2 separate regions of the Drosophila melanogaster genome follow, and region 1 is linked to region 2. The links are chromatin contacts, called in public Hi-C maps. All regions are on one chromosome and are shown on one strand. The core of a region is the stretch at or near the end of the contact, and the rest is flanking DNA. Distances in the headings are between cores, read along the strand shown. Region 1 holds the start of CG3726. Region 2 holds the start of Snx27 (Sorting nexin 27).

The links. A called contact is a pair of places that touch in the nucleus more often than the background predicts.
Region 1: a Hi-C map of the Kc167 cell line shows a contact between it and region 2, with 3 times the contacts expected there. The contact joins the promoter of CG3726 here to the promoter of Snx27 in region 2. A contact is called at or near these places in 9 of 107 Hi-C or Micro-C datasets (the D17-c3 cell line, the Kc167 cell line, the S2 cell line and 3 more).

The regions. Positions count from the first base shown.
Region 1 is chrX:5,915,680-5,922,156 of dm6, reverse strand. It overlaps CG3726, which reads right to left and starts at 5,060. Exons shown (of 7, transcript NM_001297988.1): 1 at 4,530-5,060. It overlaps Shmt (Serine hydroxymethyl transferase), which reads left to right and starts at 5,360. Exons shown (of 4, transcript NM_132050.2): 1 at 5,360-5,606; 2 at 5,678-5,894. The coding sequence starts at 5,688.
Region 2 is chrX:5,735,827-5,742,214 of dm6, reverse strand. It overlaps Snx27 (Sorting nexin 27), which reads left to right and starts at 4,184. Exons shown (of 6, transcript NM_167045.3): 1 at 4,184-5,116. The coding sequence starts at 4,791. IntS6 (Integrator 6) reads left to right here. Exons shown (of 2, transcript NM_132025.3): 2 at 1-3,552. The coding sequence ends at 2,233.

The DNA.
Region 1 (6,477 bases), core at 3,811-6,310, 180 kb before region 2:
GCCACCACTTGGAATTTCTGTTCTGTGCTAAATACAAATGAGGGTTTTCACTACTCCTAGTTCCTTATTTTTTTTTTATCCCACCTTTCTTACCTTCCCCAACGACGGAAAAGTTCGTTCGTTCGTTCGGTTACAGTTTTCTTTGCCCACCCTTTTCGTCCCCTTTTTAAGCTTATAGTTTTCCATCCCTCTGCCAAGCGCGCCAAAAAAAAATTGAGTAGGAAAATGGGGAAAAGTGGTGGGGAAAAAGGGGTGGGGGGTGGGGTTGCAAAGGCGGACAGGCAAAAACCGAGCAACAGTAAAACGAGCGTTTTTTGTTTGCCCCTTTTTTATTCTAGTGGAGCAGTGGGGAGGTTTTGGGGGTAAATAAATTAAATGCTTGACTTTATTTTGCCCAGCGATGTTTGCCTTGTTTTAATATTTTCCTTGCCTTTCTCTGGATATACTTTTCTGGTTTTTGCCAGTACTTTTCCCTTTGTCTCCCTCAGTTTTTTATACACATTTTTTTTTGTTTTTGTATTTTGTATTTTCTAGCCCTTTTTGTGCCATTTTAGAGCATGATTTGTAGTTCGTTTCGTTTAGATGGAATTCCAATCTGCTGGCGAACAAAAGGGTGGAAATTTACGAAAAGATTTCCATAAGTTCTTGTCGGGCGGCGGGGAAGGGGGGGGGGCCGTAAAAGGAGTACAAAAGGGATACACTTTGAACCTGTTGCGGTTCAGGAAACCTGATAAAAACTTGAATTTCTTCGGGGTAAATCGTTTACGAAGCAAAAACTTTATATACCTTACATATGTACATATGTATATGTACAATTGCTGATAGAGAAATGCAGCATGTAATCTTTGAAAAAATTACACATATGCATTTATTTCAGTATGTGCGAAAGCATATGCATATGCATATGGACATGCATTTTCTGCATATCACTCATACGCATTGTTGCCCGGGTAACTTATTTATTAGTTCAGATTTTTTTTCCTTTGGTCCGTTGATAACAACTAATTAATTTGCAAGGGGTCCACTCTAATGTCGCTGCATTCCAACAAAACACTCTAAAACCAAATCAAGTTTACACAATGCACTTTTGCAAAGCTCGCTTATCAGCCAAGGTTTTTTACAATAAATAAAAAAAAAATGATGAATAAAATGCAGTAAAAAGTGTGAATGCGGTTGTTGCACATACACATATAAATTGAATTAATAGAAAAGTAAATATAATTGAATCAGTAACACAATTTAAGCTGCAAAATTGTTGCAAATTAGATAGAAATAAAATGCCACATTGCCACGGAAGCGGATAAAATTAAAAAGGCGAAAGAAACAAAATTGAATTAAAATGTATTAACGCAAAAAAAAAAAAACACAAGCAATGAAAAAGAAAAAACAAAAAATACCAACAAGCCACAAAAAACGTTTTGTGATTCATAATTTCGATTCGTATTCGGCTTTTTATTGTTATTATTTTATTTATAAATGTGTAGTTTTTTTTTTTGGTTTTGGGTGATTTTTGTAGAGTTCGCTTTTGTTCCCCATTTGGAGTGTGCGTGTGTTTTGTTTGTTTTTATCTTTCCTATTTGAAAATGTTTTTTTCGTTTTTTTTTCTCTGGCGGTTAATTGCATAAAAATAGAGGCCGTATTTGTGTTGCCTTTTTTTGTGATTTTCGATCGCGACATAATTTGATTTGAAAACCTTGGACAAACAGAGAAACAAAAAGCGAATGAAAGAAACTGGGAGCCAAAGAATTCTCGACTTTCGAAGGGCGATTATTTTTCTCAAATTTTCTCTATTATTTCCCATTGTTTCGCTTGGCTTTATGCGACGCAAATAGTTTTTATCTCTTCGCATTGCATTGATTTCAACCTTTTTTTTAAATTATTATTACTACACTCTTTTTCCCTTTGGAGCCCCAGTATTTTCAGCACTTCTCAAAGTTATCAGCGAAATTTGCCTAGCGTTAGTTTTGTTTTTTTATTTTTAGTGTCTCGCCCCGCAAATTCATATAAATATAAATATTTATACACATATGTGTGTATATTTATGGCTTCTTTTCTTTTTATTTTTTGTTATATTTTTCCGATTTGCCGTCTGCAGTGCAGTTTTTTATTGTTTGTTTTTAATTATAAATATGAGCTGATATCAGAGAATGAGGGAAAAAAAAAGTGGGGAGCTCAATGAAAAAGAAATGGTTGCAAAATCAAACCCTTTTTCGGCGAAATTGAAATTGAAAACGCTGTGAATAGATTTAAGGAACTTTGTCGGCATTTGACAAACATTATTTACGCATTGCAAATTATAGTTATCATTTTTCATATATAGTGCGCAAAACATAAACAACCCCAAAATTTACGTAAGCGAATTTTATTTGCCAACTACCAAAATGAAAATAAATAAACACATAGAGTAAACTAAACTTAAAGCTGGTATGACAAAAAATGACAACAACAAAATAATCACACACGAAAAACAATATTTCGTGTCAAAATTTGTGTCGTTTTTTGCTTTATTTCCTACTGCCGCATTGTTTTTCTAAAGAATTTTTATTTGGTTGCGGAATAACACGAAAATAAGTGTGATTTTGTTATAAATACTTCACGGCTTTATTTCGACTCGACTGTGGGAATACCCAAAAGTTTTTTACATGATATATCATATATTACGAATAATTTATGATAATGAAATCTAGATGCAAAGCTTTCAAATCTCGAAGCCCAGGTAAATATGCATTTATTCGAAATCGATTTGAAAATGTTTTATATTTCGAATTTGGTTTTGTTGGAATATCAATCGTTGTAGTTTTAGACTAATTTTAGGCTTTATTTAAGCGTTTCTCCCACATTTATAAATTAATTAATTATGTCCATAGGTATGTATATGAACATATATGCATATATGTATGTATATATTCCAAATTTGGGGGCGTGGCACGTCGGATGCTGACCTGCCCTTGTTTTTTTGCCTTTGGCTTGCTTGTTTGTTATCGCTTTTGTTCTGATTTGTTTTTGGACAATGAACTTGAAATTTGGAGCACGCGTTTCACATGTAATTGAAATGTGTGTGAGTGGGGCGAAGGCGGGTGGTGGGGGGTCGATGAAGATGGGGAGCAGAGAGCAGCGAACGAGAGAGAGAGCACTCACGCACACCAACACTAGCGCACAGAAGCCAGGGCCGGATCAGGGGGTAAATATTCGAGTTAAGTGCCATTAAATATCTTAAATGTTTTACGTAATTTTGTTGCTCAATAACCTATATATTTTGTTAACTTCATGTTCTTCTTGCAAATCGGTAGCTTGGTTCAAAAATTTCCAGATTCGCTCCTGATACGCTCTCTTCCTCTCTCTCTCTCTCGCTCTCTGCCCCCCCTCCACACAATCTTCCACACACTGATTCGCTGTTTTATTTTTTTTTGCGCAGGCGAATGCCGCTGTGAAAACAAAAAACCGAATAAAACAGCCGACAAAAACAAAAGGAAGGAGAAACGTTGACGGCGACGTCACTCAAATGCGATTTGCAATTTTAATTTTTGCCGTTCATGTTTTGCAGTTTTTGTTCATATAATTAAAGTTGTAAAAATGAATTGCCATACAGCAAAAAAACGAGAGAAAAGTAAATTGCAAATTGTAAATTGCTTTTGCCATAAAGGCGGAAATGCCTCTCTCAACAACAAAAAAACTCGCATTCAAATAGTGCAACAAAAAACTAAAAACAAATAAGCCGAAATCGACAACAAAAAATAAGGCTAAACAGGTGAAGAAGAAAACTAAAAGCCACAGAAATAACAAAAACCGATAAACCAAAATTTAAAACCAGCACAAAAAATAGCCCCAAAACTTAAGATATACAATTGTGTTCGAAATCGTAGTAAAGCTATTTGAAGCGCCACAAAAATTTACATTTTTTGTAAACATTTTTAAGCATCGACTATTATTTTGGGTACAACTGTAGCAGATAAACAACAGCCCGCAAAAAACCCTAATTATCAAGCTTAGACAAAAACTACAAAAAAAGCGAAAAAATCACACAAAAAATGTAAATTACTGGCCTATGAATTTAATTAATTTTTTGCAACTCTGTAGGTTTTTTCCCCTCTTTTTTCATTTTTATCTTGGCGATTAGTTGGCAGCAACAATTACAATAAGCGAAGAAAAAGCGCCAATCGTTTCCTGAGCGAAAAACAATTGTTTACAATAATTGCATGCGATTATTATTTATGTCAATTTCGAATATTCAGCTGGCAAAGTCAACAAACCCGGAAACCTTCGGCGAGAACAACGGAATTTTTATCGTAATATTTTGTTCGCCTTTTTGCATTCAACAAAAAAGAGCACGCACAAAACAAAACATGCAAAAAAAAAAAGAAGCACAAAATATATGATTGAAAAACAAAAACGATAAAAAACAAGGGGAGAGCGGCGAACAAAAACAGAAAATCGCACAAATAACACACAACTTTTGTTTGGCTAAAAATAAAACGACGTTCGTTTTGCGTGTCTTTTTAGCACATGAAATAAATAATTTGTTTTCTCACCTTTTCTTTATGACTTTTCGCGCTATCTTTTCTTTTGGCGTTTTTTTCCCCCCTCGAATTTCTTTTACTTTTCCTTTATGCTTTTTGTTTTGTTATTCGAATCGAATTGCACACGCAGCAGAATTGTGTCGAAAAAAATTCATTCATTCATTTAATTTCTGGCTTGCCATTTTTGTTTCATTTCTATATTTTGTTTTTTAACATAAAAAAAAATAATGCGAAACAGCGAATTCAAAACGCGCGCTTTTTCTTTTGCCTTGCGAGCGGATAACGGTAAATGCGCACAGCAATGTTTTAACATTAAACACTAACCACTAAATTGTCAGGAAATTCACCAAAAATAAATGTTCTGTTTTGGAATTGTTAAGAATGTTAGGCTCATGTGTTTGTTAATATTTTCCAGGAATTTTCTTTTAGCGGCGCAGCGAAGTGAAACGTACCGCGGAGGAGACGGATTTTTGAGTGAAAAGAATTGAACTTTCGTTGTTGCTTATATAGACTTTGGCTGGCAGCAATGTTGCTGGAGAGAGATGTTGCACTCTCCCAATCGGTTGGCAACTTAAACCGGTTCGCAGTACCAGCAATTTGGCGGGTACTTTAAATGCCTTAACGTTATCGCGCGTTTGATAACTACGTACATTTTAAGGGATTGAGAGAAACGCATATTATGATATAAAATAAAGTGTTAATATTAATTGAAGAGGCACACACGCTTAACATTTCCACAAATTGTAAATATTTATACAAGAATTGGTAGCTATCGCTAGCGTTGCCAGACGGCGCCAAAAGCTTCTAAATCCAGCGATCCAACTACCCAAACAGCTGATATCTGTTAGCCTGGTAAATGTTGTTTACCAACGTAACGCGTGTTTTCGCTTCGTTGTATTTTCGGTGTCGAATATTTTGGATGCTGGCCAAGAGATAGCGCAGCGATCGGGTCGGAACTCTTGGGCGGACTTATCACTGGGTCGGTCAGGGGTCACGGGTTATCGTTATCGCTTATCAGCCAGCGGCGGCGTCATCTCAGCGCCGGCGACTCTTCTCACTTTGCGGCAGTTCCGATTCGAACGCAGCCGTGTGAGTACTAATAATTACCAAGGATTGTTGAAAAACATCCACTAAAATCTATAAAATTCTGCTTATTACAGTTACAAAGACATGCAGCGGGCGCGCTCTACACTGACACAAAAGCTTCGGTTTTGCCTTAGTCGGGACCTGAACACCAAAGTTGGCAACCCGGTTAACTTCGAGACTGGAAAGCTTAGCGGAGCTTTAACTCGCATCGCCGCCAAAAAACAACCATCACCAACGCCATTCTTACCGGCGATCAGACGATATTCGGACTCCAAGCAGAGCACTTTGAAGGTGAGTTCGCCGGGAAAGTCCCAGGCAAAGTGAAGGGGAGGGTGGAAAAAGTGTGGCTAATTGAACCATTTGGGGGACTCGCATTTCGATTGCCTTTAATTCTTGCAGTGATCGCGGTGCTCAGAAAGTTTGTGTTTCGCTTCCATTTGCGGCTCCTGGCATGCCCGGCTAATCGCCATGTGCTTCATGCGTTTCATTCAGCCATGTGTTCCCACACTGCACTATCCCTACGTGGATGGCATGCCATCGATCCGCTGAAAGTGTTGTTTATAGTAGTATCATTGTTAAGTACCTATGTACATGTGTAGTTTAATTGAGATCTTATAGCATATGTACATATATGTACCGTATTTGTATCAGTGTACTGTTAGTGTATTCAAAACGTCGCCATGCGCCAAGTTTGAATCTTTTTGATTCACATTCGCTACCTCGGCCTGAAACTCGTTTTTGGGCCTACTCGAATTTCTCGGCTGTTTGCGCCCTATCGAGCATTGTTGTTGTCATTCTCGTTTGCACTTGTCTAAATATTTAAACTGATAACGCAAAAAAAAAAAAGAATCTGGCATTGGCCATTAAATCGAAT
Region 2 (6,388 bases), core at 2,935-5,434:
AATAGATCCCGTGGAGAATTATACGATTGTGGTGCCGCAGCCAACGCATCAGTCGTCGGCCAAGTCGCATCGCAATCCCTTCGATATACCGCGGCGGGATTTGGTGGAGGAAATAGCCAAGATGCGTGAGACCTTACTGCGACCCGTCTCGCTGGTGGCCAAGGACTCGGGCCATTGCCTGCCCATCGCCGAGATGGGCAACTACCAGGAGTACCTCAAGAACAAGGACAATCCGCTGCGTGAAATCGAGCCGACGAATGTGCGGCAGCACATGTTCGGTAATCCGTACAAGAAGGACAAGCACATGGTGATGGTGGACGAGGCGGATCTGAGCGATGTGGCGCCAATGAAGTCGCCAAATGGCAATGGACCGGGTGGAGCGCCGCCCGGCTCACCTTCCGGATCGGGCTCGCCCACTGGACCGGGTCCCTCATCCCCGGGCTCTTCGCCCGGCGGTGGTTCGGGTCCCGGGATGCCCGGAATGCCGGGAATGGGGGGTGGAATGTCAGGACTGATGCTGGGCGCAGGTGGCAGTGGCGGATCCTCTAAAAAACTGGACGGAACGTCTCGTGGGCGAAAGAGGAAAGCAGGACCGCTGCCACGTAGCTTTGAATTCCGTCGATCATCTACGGACTCGCGATCTTCGAGCTCCGGCTCCGAATCATCAACAACGGGTAGTGCACCAGGATCACCGATACCAGGCGCCACGTCATCCATATCCGGCTGCGATTCCGCCATGGGCGCTGATGGCGGTCCCAGTTCCAGCTGTTTCGACGAGGACAGCAATAGCAACAGCAGCTTTGTGAGCTCCACATCGGAGGCCTCGGCCAGTGATTCAGGGATGTCAAACTCGCATTTGGATCCCTTGCGAATCAGTTTCGTTTTCATCGAGGAGGAGACCAGCGATCAGGATACGCCGCTCAATGGTTATGTGCACAATTTCATCAATGGCATCAGCGACGATGCAGAAACGGGCGAAACGGAAGCAGTTCCAGGCGGGGCATCCCTGCCGGGTGCGTCTTCAGCTAACGAACCGTCGTCAATTGGAGCATCACCAGCAGTTTCAGCCACGCCAGCAACATCTGTGATCCCCGCCAGCAATGGCAGCGAAGTTTGCTCCGCCGTCGCGGCCGGCAGCAGCAGTTCCATCAGCTCCAGCGCCAGTTCCCCGGGCGTTCTCTACGTGCCCCTCAACGGACTGACCACCCATGCGGCCTACAGCAGTAATCTGGGTGGTCCGAGCTCGCCGTTGGACAACCTTAGCTCCCTGGGTGGAGCGGCGGGTGGCGGAGGATCGGGACTACTCGGTGTCAGCAAGCCGGGATCGCTGCCACTGGCCAATGGTTATGGACACGGTCATAGTTCAGCCATTTCCCCACCTTCGCCATTGTCCTTGGTGCCTCTATCACCATTGGGAACAAGTACGCCCGCTGCCAGCAGCTCGGGACTATCGTCTAGTTCCGCCTACTTCAGCCACAATGACATCAACGATGCCTCGGAGATCTCGCGCATACTGCAGACCTGTCACAATGGAACCAGCAGTGGCTCCTCGGTCGGAGCGGGCGCAAGCAACAGCAATTTGAATGGCAATGGCAGCACGGAGAGTGGCGGAGGAGTCTCATCCGACGATCATGCCTCGCTGGGTGGCAACAGTTTCGATGCCCTGAAACGGACAGCGGGTACTGCGGGCAGCACTGCAGCGGGAAATCCCCACTACTACTGGGCCAGTGGTCTCAATCATCACAACAATAACAACAGCAGCGCCGCTGGAGCAGCTAGCGGTTCGACGTTGAGCAACAATCACAACCACCGGGGTCACAACAACAGCAGCCCCAACAAACTGGAGGTGAAGATCAACTCCAGCTGCGGCTCCTCACCGACGCACAACAACGGGGGCATGGGCTCACCGGGACAGAGCCTGCCGCTCATTTTCACCGAGGAGCAGCGCGAAGCGGCCCGGTTGCACAACGTCGAACTACGATTGCAGATCTTCCGTGATATACGGCGACCCGGCCGAGACTACAGCCAGCTGCTGGAGCACCTGAATCTGGTCAAGGGCGACCAGGATATGCAGTCGGATTTCGTGGACATGTGTATCGTGGAATCGCTGCGCTTCCGCCGCCATCGCATGGCGTCCAGCATACAGGAGTGGTGGGATCGCAAGCAGCAGTTAACTGCCGTGGGAACCAATGAAGCGACCCCCAGCGCGGAGCAGGCCGTCGCCAAGAGTTAACGATGGCTCATGTGGCACCACTGAGCCCGCGGGGTCATCCAATCCATCTGTCTGTGATGTCAACAAAATCGAAATCGAAATCTAAACCGAAACTGGGAAGGGGAAGAGCAGCCGCGGAAGCCAAGAATTCTCGTCAATTTCCATATACTGTAAATAATTGCCAGGACAGGTAGCCCACAGGATCTGGATGGGGATCAACGCATACCAAACAAGCAACAATAATATTAACAATTTCCATATACTGTAAATAATTGCCAGGACAGGTAGCCCACAGGATCTGGATGGGGATCAACGCATACCAAACAAGCAACAATAATATTAACAACAAAACCAACAAGCAGCCACAATTCTAAATGAGAGAAAACACCACATTTTTAGGGCAAGCTAGCTACATGTAATTATAACATATATATAAATAAATACTTAAGCTAGCCGTTAGTTAGCAATAGAATATAAAGTATAAAGCGAAGGGATTTTGTAGCAGCCGTTTCAGTTGTAGTTTTTTTTTTACTTAGTATAAATATGTAAGCGTAAATTAAAATTTACTCTTGAGCTTAGGAATAATTTTAAATAGACTTAGATAAATTAAGATAAATCTAAGTGTAGTGTATGTGTATAAAAAAAAAGGGAAAAGTTTAGGAAAAGCTTGAGCTTAATGAGCCCCACACGTTTTAGCCAATTTTTTGTTGGACCTGTTTCAAGAACACTTTGCTTTGATTTTAGCCAAAACGAATAGAGAACGTAAAAAACAAAAGCGATGACCCTTCAAAAACAGATATATATGTGTATGTTTATATACATATATGTATATAGAGGATATTACATAAATCGGGTCAGCGTTTTATTATTAAAAAGAATTGTATTACCTTGTATTTCCTTGAATCCTCCAATATATTATTTGCTATTATGTTATGTTTATTTTATAAAATATTTATGCGAATTGTAATGTGAGCATAGCCTGTAGAAAGGCAGACAAAACGATAAGCGAAAACGTACAGTTTGTTATATACATATAGAAAAACAAGAAAAAAGTAATACATTTTTGCACTATTTTTTTACGTGTATGTTTGTATGCATGGCCTGTGAGTAATTGAGATATAACAAAAACGAAAAACACAAAGAGAAAACGTTTACTAGTAGTTAGGCGGCGGGCAGTGTTTTAGAACTGCTTCATTATTAAATAATGATGTACAATTTAGAGTCTGCGTATTTAACAAATTTCATAAGACAACCACCACAACAGAATCAACAGAGCAGCAGCAAAGCAAACTGAAATCAATACGAAATCAAACGAAAATAAAAAGAGGAGCATTGCATTCAAGTTTCATGTGTTGGGTGGAAATATCTAGGGTACATCGCAAAAACCATATATTTTCTCATAAGGCATACCCTTTCAGCTTCCCTCCACTCCCCCTGCCCATACAAAAGCGTCGGCGACCATGCCCCATGTATGAATGATCCCTTCTCGCGGTCGCAGTCGCTCCTCCAAAGCCTTTTACTTTTACCCATTGCATCATTTAAGACCATCTAATTTGGGGGATATAAGTTAACGTCTTTGGCTTTGGAACGTTTTAGAACAAGTTTTTCTTAGCTTTTAATGAAAGACTATTTATCAAACATTTTAATATTATTTTATTGTAATTATTTGCATTATCATTAAATTTTCCTCGATTTAATTGATGCAAATATGCGTTGCACGAATTTTTTGAATTAAAATTGTACCGTTAAATTTTCGAATTTGCATTCGGTATTATGTCGAGTGGGTTTGAAAAATAACGGATTAAAATACCGTATGGTATTTTTAAATCACAAAATATCACAAAAATACTAAAAAGTGGCTGCTCATATTTGCGTTCGTCACGCTCGCGGCCGACGATAGTAGTGTTGCACAGCACCGATAGCTATCGATTAACGGCCAGCTGATCTGCTCTCCCGATGGCTCAGTCGTAATCGGTCCGCCAGTGCGATAGGACGCCAGCGATACATCGACTGGCAGTTACTGCGATACACTCAATGTTATCGGAAGTCTGCGCTACGAGTATCAACACAGAGAACAGACCAACTAACGGAACAAAAATGCGCAGCGCGAAAATAAAATAAGGAGCGAAAACACAGGCGTGTGTTAAATAAAATAAGCCACATAAATAATAAATTTTTTTTCGGTGTGTGCGCGTGTATGTGTGTGCGAACGAAAGAGCAGCCAGAGGAGTTTCGGTGGAGCGCAGTTCACAGCGGTGAAGCGGATTGAGGGAGGAGCGTAAAAAGTAAAAGTGGCGGTGCCTGTCTCTATACGTGTGTGTGTGTGTTGTGCTGTGTGTGTGCCGAAAAGAAGTTGCAGAAAACATTACGCAAAATAAAAGAGCGAAATAACCATAACACAACAAAAGATATTGTGCAAACAACACAGCGCTGCTGTGAGTCGGAAAGCAGGAACGTCGGAAAGGGGCAGCAGCAGCAGCAGTAGCGTAGGAGGAGGAGGAGGTGGAGAGGGGTGTGCGGTGGAGGCAGAAGAGCAGCCATCACCACTGAGTGCGAGCGAGAGCGAACGACCGGCGCAATGAGCATCGTTGGCGAAAACCATCCCCTCCCAACCCCAACCCCCGCCAGCGCCGTAGTCACCGCATCATCGGGCGGCGGTGGGGGCGGCGCGGTCGTCATGGGCGTCGGCGTAGGCGTGACCACAGCGAATGGACCCCGTGTCGTCACCATTTACAAAACGGAAACGGGCTTCGGCTTCAATGTGCGCGGCCAAGTTTCCGAGGGGGGTCAACTGCGCTCGATCAACGGCGAGCTGTACGCCCCCCTTCAGCACGTGAGCGCCGTCCTTGAGAATGGGGCGGCCGAGAAGGCGGGCATCAAGAAGGGCGATCGCATCCTGGAAGTGTAAGTACCACCCACGTTACATAGACTAGTTTTCATATTTTGGGAGCTCAAAGAGCTGATATCACACTACTATCAGATGTATCATCGAAATTGAGTTTAAAACTATTCAATGAACCATTAAACTCGCCTCAGTAATTGCATTCTAAAACTAGTTTTCATCCCCAAAGTGCGACGTACTTACCTTTAATTGCCTTCAACTTCATAAAGTCCTTAGAATCATTATAAGCGAGTTGAAAACCTGCCTTTGACCACTTCGTCTATTTGCAACTAAAGGCATGTGCTAATTGTCACTAATTGGGAAAATGTGCACAAGTTACTTGCTGTTAAACACGTTTAACTAATGCCTACCTCTTATTAAATTATAGCTTGAATTTTAGTTTTCGAAACACGAGGAAGTTTATTTTGGCACCGAGTGGGAAAAGAAAACCTCACAGAGTTTGTAAATATTCAAAAGGCAATCTGAAGAGTGAGCTCTTTAAGCTTATGGCTCATGGTGTTGGTATTTTTTTGGGGGGTGCCCAGGGGTTAAGTAAGCGAAGTTAACCCCACGAAGAGCTTGCATGTGCGACCTCTGACCCCGCCCACTTTTTTTTATTGGTCGTTCTTTCTGCTGGAGTAGTGGGCGTGTTGAAGTTGGAGTTGGAAGTGGAGGTGAATTCGTAGTGGGTCAGAAATGCCCGGGAATATCAATAAACACTGCTACCTGCTTGGTGTTTGGTGGTTGTTGTTGGATTTATCCACACATTTCAGGGGGTTGCTACCGCGTTAATTGGGTTAAAAAAGCGAGAAAGCCCCAAAAGAATATGAGCTATATTGGTCATCCATATCATATACATATGTACATATCTTATAATTCATATACATATATTATTAAAACAAAATAAGTGTGTACGATTAGATAATGGCGCGATTTCTGCAAACTTAGTATTTCATTTTGGTTATGAAATGATATTGGGGCTTATCGTTTTCTCGGAATTCCTGTTCAAATAACACTGAAATAAGGAACTACATATGTATGATGATGGAGAAATATGAGTCAGTGGAACGTGTTGATAAGGAAACCGCATTTATCAATTACTTTTTCGCTTGATGAATGAAAATGTTTTCGTTACGAAAATGGATGTTTAATGGAGGCTATCGCATTTCTGTTTGCCATTTTCCCCTTTTAATTTGAACTAAAGGTGCTCTTTTATTATTCCTCCTTTTTCTGCTATGTTTTCTTGAATGGCATAATATTATGACACACCGCACCAACACACACACACACTGGAC